Regions from separate parts of the Mus musculus genome. Here region 1 is linked to region 2. The links are chromatin contacts, called in public HiChIP or PLAC-seq maps. All regions are on one chromosome and are shown on one strand. Each heading gives the region's core, a stretch centred on a gene start, on an enhancer-like site or on the middle of the called end of the contact. The rest is flanking DNA. Distances are from core to core; before and after follow the strand shown.

Region 1 (2,700 bases), core at 183-2,682, 120 kb before region 2:
GTTCTAGCTTGGACAGTTTTCCAGATTCACACCTCTTAGGCTTGCTTGCTGCACTCCTGGACCATCCAGCCTCACCCGGCGCCATGCTCAGGACTTGAGAAATGTTTGCTCCTTTCTCTTATCTTGGCCAAAAGATGAACGGTGCTTTGACCGGTGACCCCAGCAACATGTCCAGCACTTACAGAGTTTTGCCACTGCAGCAAGAGTTGAAGTCCCCTCCCCTGAAACATGGGTGAGTTTGAGTCTGCTCCAACCGATGGAGAAGAGAAACACAGCCTCTGACTAACAACTACTGGCTAACAACAGCATGTTGGTCAGGATTCACCCTCCCTCCTTCCTTCCCTCTATTTGCCTCTCCCTCCCTTCTTCCCTCCCTCCCTCCCATATCCCTGTCCCTTTCCTCCTTCCTTCAACCTTCCTTTTAAGGCCATCAAACTAAGTGCATGCTGCGAAGAAAATCTATCCTGGAGAACATATCCAGCCATCCTGACCTGTGACTGTCAGCATTGCGTGTCTCTAGTGCCCAACCTTTAATTCCTCCAGCCAAGACCACAGGCCTTGTAAAACAAAAGCTCTGGCCATGTAGGCAGATTTCTTCCTCCTTCTTTGTCCTGCCTAAATTCTTGACCCAGAAAACTCATGAGCATATGTGATTGTTATATGCCCTAAGTTTGCAGCCCTGACTATTCTTTCAGCTTCACCCATCCCTGCTCAGACCATTTCTTCCTACACTGATGAAGTCCATAGACGATCTTGTATGGAAATGGCTCCACTGCGTGGTTGGAAACAAGGTACAGGTTCTATCTGTTACTACAACTAGGGGACACAGCAGAGTTAATGGGGGAATTGAAGATAAACAGACACAGACCAAGAGCCTTGCTCAACTCTACATCTGCCTAGTGAGTCCACTGAGGACTATGGCCTCTGCGGGCCTCTGTGCTCTCATCTGTAAGAGGGCTGGCTGAGCATGATTAGGAAGGCTAACTGCTGAAGGGCTTGTGAGGATGAACTGAGAGCTACCCAGAAACTGCAGCCATCTCTGCAGCTATTGACTACCCAGCACTTCCTCCTTGCTAGTGTGACCTCATCCCCAACACAGCTCCACTGCCTGCCTGCTCAGCATGGAGCTCAAGGCCTCAGACATGACACGCAGGTCAGAAACACTCAATCCTGGCTAAAAAATAAGCAAAAACTCCTACCTAGCGCATCAAGACTGCAAGCTCCAGTGGCTAGGAGTGTACACCCTGGAATCTCTGGCACAGATTCAATTCCCAGCTCTGTCAGGTCTCGCTGGTGGCCTGAGCTCTCTGTGAATGTCTCTTTATATGCAGAACAGGGACAGAAATGACACTTTCCTCACAGAACCAATACAAACGAAGTAGCCACCACTTAGTCATGTCACCAAGTATGTCGGTGCATGAGCAATCCGAGACTCATTCAACTGTAAACCCTGGTGCCTGGTGTACAAGGTAAAGAGTCAGGATCCCAGCCCATCTCTCCAGCATTGTACCGAAGCCAATGCACTTCCCATGCTCCCCCACAAGCACATTTAATGGGAAATGTATCTCACTTGAACAGGGGAAAGCAGTCCAGACACACCAGGGCTGTACCTCTGGGCATAGCAAGATGATAAGGCCAATGTCAGAAACCCTGCTTTTCAGCACAGTCAGCTCCTGTGGGTAAAATTAGCTCAGCTCTGTTCCAGTGCCAACCGGAGCCCCAAGGCAAAACTCACCCCAGGCAAAGCACGACCTCACCTGACCCTCACTCTCAGGAAGGGGTCCCTCATGCACCTCATTAGGGACTGCAATGACTCACTAGGCTCTTTCCTGTCTCTGGCTGCTGAGTTCACCTCGCTGCTATCCAAAAGCGCAACTCCACAGGAGAACTAAAGACAAATGCAAGCAGCCATTTCGGCTTTCTTCCCTCCGAGGCAGCTCACAGCAAGGACTGAGAAGGCTGCTTGCAATGCCAGCTGTGTGCTGAGAAAGCTTCCTGAGTTGTATAACCCAGCTCACAGGCAAAGAGCGGGCACTTGCCCAAATAGACCCCTGAGGTGACTATCCTTAGCTTTCTACAAAAAGGACAGTGTTGACAGAAAGACAGGCCTCTGCAGTACCTCTGTACCCTACAGCACACAGCACAGTAGACTAGAAGACCGCTAGAATCTCCTCTGCACCCTGTCACCCCAGCCGAGCAAGGACCACCTCTTCTAGGACCCTCCCCATTCACACTGCTACCTGAGTAAATTCCACCCCACCACACCCGCACCCCTTACTCTAGAGCACTTAGTCAGGCACAAATGACTAAAGATACAGAAATGAGAAGAATGTCCCTTCCCCTCCAGGAAAAGCAGTGAAGTTCAACAGAGGCCCAAAAAGGAGGAAGCAGAGATAAGTAAGGTCAAAGGTCACAGGGGACCGTAGTCCCAAAGGGAATGAGCAGGCGACGGGGGCAATGTTTCAGAGGAGAAAATGCAAGTGTCAAGCCATAGAAGGTGACAGAGAATCCAGGTACATGCCTGAAGACACGGCTACCACCTGCTGACTCTCCCCTTTAATAGATGCAAAACATTTGGAATTTTACTCTGGGTGAAGAAATTAGAGACTTTGAAAAATAGAGGTAGGCCAGAACATGTTCCTGAGTCTATAATTCCACTCGTGAGGAACAGAGAACACAATCAAAAAGGGCAGGACCAGG
Region 2 (2,700 bases), core at 23-2,522:
TCTATGGCATGGAAGTTGGTTCGGGGCCATGGTGTGTGGGATTTCGGGGCCCTAGGAGTCATAGATTCACGTGGTCTTCTATACCTCTCGTCTGGCAGGAAAGGCCAGCATTCAGACCCTAAGGCTCCAGGGTTGTTTGATTCTATTGCTATCTTTCAGTTCCTGTGAGAGACTTTCCTTCTTATCTCACCTGACCTACTCATTGACCTACTCAGTCCCGGGGTCCTAAGGCATAGAGGCTGTGTGATTATATTGAACACCAGTCCGGCTCCTCATTGTAAAGGTGGAACTACTGAGCTCTGATTAGTGTTAATTCAGTTAATTACTGAAGTAAGTAACCTTTCAAGTTCCTTATATTGTACCATATAACACTCCCCAGTACACCAGTACAGGGTTAGAGCATGGAGAACAGAAATATTATATGTGTGTGTGTGTGTGTGTGTGTGTGTGTGTGTGTGTGTGCTGGTGATAGCACAGTCAGATCCACTGCATTTAATACATCAGATCCACTGCATTTAATACATCTGCAATTAGAGATTTTGAGCAAAAAAAAAAAATTATGAAAAATACAAGCAAGCAGGAAAAAAAACCCAAGTTAATCGAGTTGTAGTGTTAGAAAAAGTACTTCCCCCGTTGGATATATTGAATTCACTCAAATCTGCTATTGCAGAGCAGAGATAAAAATTAATAGCTTTGTTTCCTGTGATCTCTTTATCAGACGAAGTGCAGGACTAAGGCTCTCAGTTACTTTAATGGAAAAACTGAAGTTGTATTATCAGATGATAAGGCTGTGTCAGGTGTTATTTTATTCTCTTATCTTCCTTGTTCAAGGTGAGGTGCTGGAGTCCTGATGGATGAGCTGGCCTGCCAGCTGGCCTGCTGTGACCATGGATCTCAGAGCCTTGATCTCACTCTGCCTTTCAAGATAACTGTGGCAGGTGAGAGAGGCCTCCAGGCCAGTTGATTCTGATCTCAAACTAAAGCCTTGATGGCTGGGGTCCTTGTCACAGGACGGTGGACTTGAGGAGATCTGCTAACTCAGTCCAGTAAGCAAGGAACATCGGAGATCACCTGCTAATGCTGGCTGAATAAACTCTCCGGGAGGGGGTCATGAAGTGATGTGGCCCAGGGTAGCTGCACTGCAGGTGCTTTCTGGCCCCCTCCCGGAGAGTTTATTCAGTGAGCGTTAGCAGGTGATCTCAGATGTGCCTTGTGTTATGTTTGATCATGATGAGTCATGCCAGTCCCTGCTACCCTTGGGAAGCTCCCAGCCCAGAGGGCAGCAGACTTGATCACGAGGTAAGGAGGCTTATTCATATCCTCCTCTGGGCTTCCAGAGCACTTTGTACCTATCTGTACTTCAGCTGTTGTTGTTGTATGTGAGCAGTTATTTGTCTGCAAGACTGTATTTTCCCTATTTGAATACAAGCTCAACAGAAAAGGGTGAAGGCATACATGTGGTCTCATGCCCACTGTTTTAGCACCATGGATGAAGTAAAACCAGTATGTGTGAACTATTAGTGTGTATGACAGCTGTTGTGTTTATTTGTTATTTAATTACTGGTGTGTATTTTTTTTTTTACAGCGTCACCTTCAATCAGTTTTACTAATAGCAGAGGTTTCAAAAAGAAGTAGCTAAAAAAAAAAAAAAAAAAAAGAAGTAGCTTTACTGAATGCTGGGCATGAGGTCATAATTTCACAGCTCAGCCCCCTATTCACTCACAAAAAGGCCCTGGTGTCTCATCGTTCACTGGTGCTAGTGGTGGATCAGGGCTGACCATGGGCCAAGAGAATGTTGGCCACCAGTGAGGCAGAATAGGTTCTGATTGTTCTAGCTCTCCACTGAGATCAGGATTAGGGGCCAGGTTGTCCCCTGTCTAAAAGCCTCAGTTACTTTATCTGGGGGGCATTTTTATGAACAGGGACTCATAAAGCTCTGTCTATCATGCTTCTAAAGGCTGTTAAGGGAGTCTTATGAAAATGGATGTAGAAGGCTTCCGGGGAAGATAGTAGACTAGGCAGTGCCTCCATGTAACCTAGCGAGGAAAAACCAAAACATGAAAAAAATACACTATATTTCAAAAGGAGAAAGAGGAAGTGCTCCGGAAGAGTTCCAGAGTAGTGATGTGATACCCCAAGAGTGCAGAGCCAAAGAATGACCTCATCAGCCAACGCTCCATCCCTATGGCTCCTGAGAAGGGCTAGCACACTATCTACGTTAGTGGTTCCATTGTCTGACCTATGGTTCTTGGTGAGGTCAATGAACATTAATTAATTAAGTATATTCCTATTTCTTGTACCATTTGATTGTGATGCTATTCTAACAGTTTGCTTTCCTCACACTGACTGGTGCTGGAGAGTGAGCCCTCAAGAGTAGGTTCCTCAATAAGAAAATCTCCAAATCCAACTAGTTGAGATGTCCAACAAATGCAAAGATCACATCACAGAAGTACAAGAGTTAGCAAATGGCAAGGTGGCACTAATCCTCTACCAGGTCACAAGTCTTTTTTTTTTTTTTCACTTTTAAAATAGACTATTATAATCACTTTATTTTTGCATTGGGACTTTTTTGCTTCTGAGGTTTTTTTTTTAATATTTTTTATTACATATTTTCCTCAATTACATTTCCAATGCTATCCCAAAAGTCCCCCATACCCTCCCCCCCACTTCCCTACCCACCCATTCCCATTTTTTTGGCCC

The links. HiChIP or PLAC-seq counts read pairs in DNA pulled down with a chosen protein or histone mark.
Region 1: an HNF4G HiChIP or PLAC-seq map of pancreatic cancer cells shows a contact between it and region 2. The contact joins two enhancer-like sites. A contact is called at or near these places in 1 of 15 datasets of contacts at CTCF or cohesin (CD8 T cells), 2 of 484 Hi-C or Micro-C datasets (the AML12 cell line and nephron progenitors), 1 of 115 datasets of contacts at active chromatin or transcription factors (pancreatic cancer cells) and 2 of 9 other capture datasets (adipose tissue and liver).

The regions. Positions count from the first base shown.
Region 1 is chr16:24,433,858-24,436,557 of GRCm38.p6, reverse strand. All of the region lies in intron 1 of Lpp (LIM domain containing preferred translocation partner in lipoma), which reads right to left. Among named protein-coding and RNA genes, the nearest start is that of Gm24440, 29 kb to the right of the region's middle. Within about 2 kb of position 1,432, at least 164 of the 459 cell types and tissues checked have an H3K27ac peak or open chromatin away from gene starts, as enhancers often do. A contact at or near this core is called in pancreatic cancer cells, where this site is marked.
Region 2 is chr16:24,312,288-24,314,987 of GRCm38.p6, reverse strand. No RefSeq gene overlaps it. Among named protein-coding and RNA genes, the nearest start is that of Gm38456, 17 kb to the right of the region's middle. Within about 2 kb of position 1,272, at least 54 of the 459 cell types and tissues checked have an H3K27ac peak or open chromatin away from gene starts, as enhancers often do. A contact at or near this core is called in pancreatic cancer cells, where this site is marked.